Linked DNA regions of Sus scrofa: region 2 is linked to region 1. The links are chromatin contacts, called in public Hi-C maps. All regions are on one chromosome and are shown on one strand. The core of a region is the stretch at or near the end of the contact, and the rest is flanking DNA. Distances in the headings are between cores, read along the strand shown.

Region 1 (3,081 bases), core at 546-3,045:
GAGACATTAAGTTTCTTGGTTCGCTATTTAAAAATATAAAACCAAAAATTACAGATGGAACCTAGTCATTCTGAGATTTAAGGAAGGAAAAGCAGAAAAAAAAAGAATCAAAGAGAGCCTGCAGCCCTTTAACGCCTGAGCGTGCTGTAGGTAATGGAGTCCCCACCAGGGGAGATGGCAAGGCAGGGACCACGTGCTGTGGTTCTGGTTCTGGTGGTGACCCAGGCGTGGCCCTCAGCCGGCCCTCTGCTGCCGGAGCAGGAAGAGGCCCATGGTGGGCGCATGACCCCAGGGCTGTGCCATCCACCGTCTCTGCAGAGCATCGCCCAGTGGGAGAATTCCCTTATAAAACAGATGATATGTCCTGTGGAGGTTGGTCCTCCCAAGGAAAGCGAGAGATCGATAAGAAACCTCGCAGGTCTAACTCCAAAGCCAGTGAAATGTTTCTGTTTGAATCATCTAAGGCTGGAGTTGGGGGGGGGGGGGCTGGAATTTGTGAACAACTAATGATCAAATTTTAAAATCCTTGGTTGTTATTCGAATCACCTTTCAGCAGAAGAGGTACTGTTCTGGAACTATGAACCGAAAACAGTCTCAGTATTTAACAAGAATTAGCTTCAGTTGCTTATGTAAAAATTTAAATGTTTTAAGCATTTGTCCTGAGATACATTTTTGCATATTATTAACTTGCACCATGTGGATGCAAAGGTTTCGTGGACAGAAGATAAACTTCGGCTCAGCCCTGGTCATGATGAGCAAAAATTCTGAAATTAGTGAAATCTAAAAACTCACTACCATTCAATATCTTAAAAGGTGCCCCTAACCAAATGTAAGCTTCCAGATAATAAAGTACTCACTTGATTCTATGTAATACTTGGGAAACTTATTTTGCAATATTTTAATGATGATATACCAACTGAGAAAGTCTCCCTGAATTTCTTAGAAAACATTCATTAAAATCTCAAAGCGTTCACCTCTGTGTTACATTTTTCTCCAAATAATAAAATGTATTATTTAGAAAACAAATGCCGTTGCCTTGCGATAAGTTATTATTATTTTTTTCAAATGAGCTAACACAACGGAATAAAGTACATGATCAGTCGTGGCTGAGTCACTTCCTGTTTCAATAACAAGAATGTCATCAGCTAAACTCTAACCAGCAGGGTTTGTCACTGTGTGTGTGGCTTTATTTGTACGTGTTGCCAGAAACAAGTTCTTGGGGGAAATGCAGTCATCATTCTAATACCAAGAAAGAACTTTCGATGAGCAGTTTGGGCAGCTGCTGTTGCCTTGTGTATTATTTATGCTATAACTGCAGCCGCCGGAATGGAAGGGACAGTGCTTGCTGGGCACTGCACACGGAGCTTCAGGCCTGCCCAGAGATGTCGTAAGTCACTCCTGTCAGCAAAGCTCGGACACCAATGCACACTGGTTTCCCAAAGATCGAGAGGCATGCTCCGGCAGAGAGAAGGTCACGGCTGGTCATCCGAAGACCTGCCCTTTGGCCTGGCTTGGCTACAGAGTGCCCATTTGATCTCGGACTTTCATTTCCACGGCTGCAAAACACGAGGGTTGAACGGCTCCCTCTCCGACCTATTTCCAGGGGACGCTCTCTGGTTGTTTTCCTAGAACCGTGAAGCTGGGTTGGCTTTTCTGCCTGATCAGTGTCTGACGCTCCCTGAATGTGGTCCCCCAGAGATCTCGAGGGGCGAACTGCAGAGGACTCATCCGTGTGCTCCCTCCCCCCGTGGCGTCAGGACAGCTATAGCTGCCGTTTGTGCAAATCACCGCAACGCAGCAGCTGAAGGATTCCAGACAGGCCCTGGGTCAGATCATCTGGCGCTCTGAGGACACGGGTGGGGGTGGGAGGAGGGTCCTTGGGCCTCTGGTCCCCACTTCAGAAAGGCCGCCCCTGCTGTGTCAGAGGGCGACATGATTTGGGCAGAGTCTCAGAAGCACACTTCAAGGACCGTCCAGGTTTCCCTGCTGGAAGCCACCCGGGAGACTCACTGGGTGTCCATTCCAGCATCTTACCGGGGGAGGAGGACATCCTGGCGCAGAGAGAACCTCAGACAAACACCAGCAGCGATTGTGCCCCAGTTAAACCATCCCGCTGCCTCTGTGGAGCACCTGGGTGCTCCCCATTTCCCTTTCAGAATCCCCCTGAGAACTCCCTTCTGGCCGCGTGGCTTGGCAAGGGCAGGCTAAAAATCCACCCCGGGCTTCCCTCCAAAAGCATCCTTACGTTGTGATGATCCACATCTTATTTGCATTCAGGAGAATTCTAGCCCCGCGTCTACCCTGCTGCCTGTCCGCGTTAAGGAAGTGTTTGCTCTGGGCTGTAAAGAATGAGTAACTGGGCGAGACCCCGCTGTCCGGCCACCCGGAGCCCAAGGTGGCCTCCTGGGAGAGGTGCGCACAGCTGAGTCAGACTCGGGGTGACCGGCAGCTGATGGAGCTGATAGTGCGACACTCCTGGCTCCTTCTGTGCTTTGTGAACGCTGTTTAAAATGCTGCTGCCTCACGACGGCGGAAAATACGTGTGACTCCTCGTTGCTCCTGAAGCCTGGTGGGGGGTGTGGACACTGGAGAATGGCTCTGGCACCGGGCACAGTCTGGGGAGGCTGCAGTGGGCTCATCTGAGGTTTCCGTCTGTTTAGGAACCATGGGTCCATCCTTGCTTTTAGGAATAATTTGGATCTCTGGCTCCCATGCAGAACCGAAGAAATCCAGTCTACACCTGAATTGCCTAATCTCACTGAGAGCTGTGGGCTGGCCTAGAACTGGGGCAGTTGTGTCCTTCTTTGGCTCAAATTAAAGCAACAGTCAGCTCATCCAGTGGTTTCTGGCCGTGCCTGCTGCCTCCAGGCCCTCTCCCGGCCTGTTCCCTCTGGGCAGCGTCAAGGGACCGTGGAGGGACAGGGGTCTACATGGCACTCTCATTTCCTATCCTACAGTCTCAAAATCCCTCCAGGCTGAACCGCTTAGCTGGGAGTCTAAGCTGCAAGCTTTCCAATGCCCCAGCCCCTGCGGTTAGGTTAGCGCTGCTGCTCACCCCTCGACTTCCAGGCCTAGAAAGCC
Region 2 (2,970 bases), core at 455-2,954, 180 kb after region 1:
ATTCCTGAGGCTGGTCAGAGCCAGGGAGGGGCCCCGCATCCTGTGGCCTGTGTGCCTGGCTCTGAGGGCGGAGGCAGAGCTCAGGCAGGGTCCGGCCTGGGCAAGGCAGCCAAGAATGCTGCTGTGAGATCTCAGCCCAGCCTCCAGGCTCGTGGGATTTATGTCCCCAGAACAGACCTACATCCAGATGCTCGAAGGAAAGTCTGCTGCCCATTTACGGCGCAGTCAAAGCTTGACTTTGCAAGGCCCCTGAGTTTTAGATAACCAGCTATTTATTTGAAGTTGTATCCCTACGTCTGCTCTCTGATCTGCTCCACAAATATTTGGCCAGACAAAGAAATATAGTGCTTTACGGCGCATCTCAGCGCCCTGGAAGCCTTATTTATTTATTTTAGTTGATGCCCTTATTTATTTTAGTTGATGCCCTCATTCTGTACCTGCAGTGTGTTAGAAAGATTCCTTCTTACTGGGAAAGTGAAAAGGTTTTTTATTATTTTTTTCATAACTTTAAATTCACTTTGCTATGGTAAGAAGCAACGTATTACTCAAAAGCCATAAAGTTATTCTTTATTCTCTTTTAATTTTTAAAATTAAAGTACCGTTGATTTACAGTGTCGTGTCCATTTCTGCTCACAGCAAAGTGGCTCAGTCATACGTATCTTTTTCTCATACTTCCTTCCCTCGTGTTCTCTCCCAGGAGACTGGATATAGTTCCCTGTCCTATAAAATAGGATAAAATTATTCTTTGTGGTCGAAATATACTTACAAAACATTCCCCTCTTTATGTTCAAGCAAGTGATATTAGGTCCAAGGAGATCTCTTTTCAAAGTTTCACTCCAAGAACTGAGCTCTGTGGTTTTTTGGTTTGTGTCCGTTATCTGCCACGCGCTTCCAAAGCCTAAATCACAATTGCCATCAGCAAGTAATGGGAATTAACAAAAATAAGCAGTAAACTTTGCAATTTGACGGTTTGATTTTACTCATCTATTGGAAATAAATAACATAGACTTCCTAATAGGAGGGAAAACTCTGATTAAATCCTAGTAGGCAGTGGGGACAGCTTTCTGAGTTAAATAGGCAAGAAACGGTATTAGGATCATTGGTGTTCCCTGGTGGCTCAGGGGGTTAAGGATCTGGCATTGTCACTGCCATGGTTTGGTTCACTGCTGTGCCGTGGGTTCAGTCCCTGGCCCCAGAACTTCTTCATCCCCTGGGTGCAGCCAAAAAAAAAAAAAAAAAACATTGTGAGCTCTCTGTGAGTGAAGCCAGTCAAATGAATTACACTCTAAAAGCTTTTAACTCAAAAACTTTGAACTTGCATATCCGTTTCCCCAGATTCCCAAGCTTTTCTCACACTGGGGTTTGTAATTTGCCCTCCCAGGTCCTCCCCCAGCCCCAGCTTGGGTGGAATCCCTCTGGAGAGGAATTTATTTTTTCCTTACTTCATTCTCGCTTTAGGAAACAAGCCCCCAACAAAACACACAGGAAACAGACACCGTTTTATGGAGAACCAATGCCCATCTTTACTTGTGATCATTTTTCTGCTCTGTTTTTTTCTCCCTACCTGATGGTTCCCCCTCTGATTGTTTTGCTTTTAAATAATTGGGGACAGCACTTTGAGACAAGAGGCTGGATTGTGAGGGAGTTGGTCAGCGCAGGGGACAGAGCACGATGACAACATTTAAGTCACAGGATGGCCATTCAAGGGGGCGCGCAGAAGGACATGTCTCTGCAGAGCGGAAACGTTATTCTTAGATTTCCACTGGGAGGGAAGGTCGAGAGCGATCGACAGGGAGGCGTTCAGCACGCTAAGCGTTTTTGCTTTAAAACTGCTAACACACGTCCGTCCTTTCTCCTCCCTGCGATCTGGACCTTTTTTTCACACTCCTTTTTCTCCGAGTGTGAGTTTGGCTGTGTTTATGCATATCCATTGGGCACCTGTCGCAGGCCCCAGGGTTCTAAGGGCTGTATTAGGACCCACTCCCCTTATAAAAGCCATCCAAGCTTTCTGTCTGGGGGCGTCAATTAATTTAGTGAAGAGCAGTTTGCTGCTAACATTGTCCCTGGAACGGGGACAACTGTCATTGATTCTAACATTGTCCCTGGAACTGGGGTGTCATTTTCAGAGATTCACATCCTCTATGTGGGTTTGGAAACATCTGTTCAGACCAGAACACACCAGTGAAAGCTATATTTTGCTCCTCTCCACATGCAGCCAGATGGTCACATCTCTAGGCTCTGGGCTATCAAGTTTCACCTGTCGAATTTAGTTCATTTTCTTTTGCGTGTTTACTGAAACAGTGTAAGACAATAATTACTCCTAATACATTCTAAGTTCCTCAACATTAAAATTTTAAGCATGGGTGCATATGTGTGTTTCTACTTAGATGCTGTATGTTTCTGGGAAAACACACGCATTTTTAATTCCCTGGTGGCTCAGCAGGGTAAGGATCTGGCGTTGTCAGTGCTGTGACTTGGGTCCCTGTCATGGCCCAGGTTCTGTCCCTGGGCGCAGAACTTCTGCATGCCGTGGGCGCGGCCAAAAAACAAGGCAAAAAACCCCATGTGTATGAACCACATTATTTTAAAAAAGGAGATTAAACACTTCCTTTGAGGGGATTTTTAAAATCCAAAGTAAATTCCATCAGTGATCCAGCCTCAAGAAAGAAAATCACTGGGTCTTGTCATGAAATTATCAGTCAACTCAACAAAAGAAAACATACTTCATCATGGAAACACACAATGTGTTTCTCAGAGATCACTCTTTTGAGAAAAATGACAGAGATATTCAAACGAGCAGAAAAAAGTCAATTTCCAGATAATTTTGCTTCAGAAAGGATACTTCATGATGCTTTAGATCAGTGAGCTTCAAATGTTTTTCCACAGTCATACCCTGTCATTTGGCAAACTGCAACCTCTCAGTCCTTATTAAGCTGACAAATACAATTTTCCCTCATAAATTTAAAGAGT

Evidence for each region. Hi-C and Micro-C count contacts between places; a contact is called where the count stands out from the background.
Region 2: a Hi-C map of liver shows a contact between it and region 1, with 2.6 times the contacts expected there. The contact joins two enhancer-like sites. A contact is called at or near these places in 11 of 47 Hi-C or Micro-C datasets (embryonic fibroblasts, liver, mesenteric adipose tissue and 4 more) and 2 of 2 datasets of contacts at active chromatin or transcription factors (alveolar macrophages and skeletal muscle).

What each region holds. Positions count from the first base shown.
Region 1 is chr10:66,474,030-66,477,110 of Sscrofa11.1, reverse strand. No RefSeq gene overlaps it. Among named protein-coding and RNA genes, the nearest start is that of KLF6, 13 kb to the left of the region's middle. Within about 2 kb of position 1,795, at least 43 of the 83 cell types and tissues checked have an H3K27ac peak or open chromatin away from gene starts, as enhancers often do. A contact at or near this core is called in liver, where this site is marked.
Region 2 is chr10:66,297,910-66,300,879 of Sscrofa11.1, reverse strand. No RefSeq gene overlaps it. Among named protein-coding and RNA genes, the nearest start is that of KLF6, 190 kb to the left of the region's middle. Within about 2 kb of position 1,704, at least 3 of the 83 cell types and tissues checked have an H3K27ac peak or open chromatin away from gene starts, as enhancers often do. A contact at or near this core is called in liver, where this site is marked.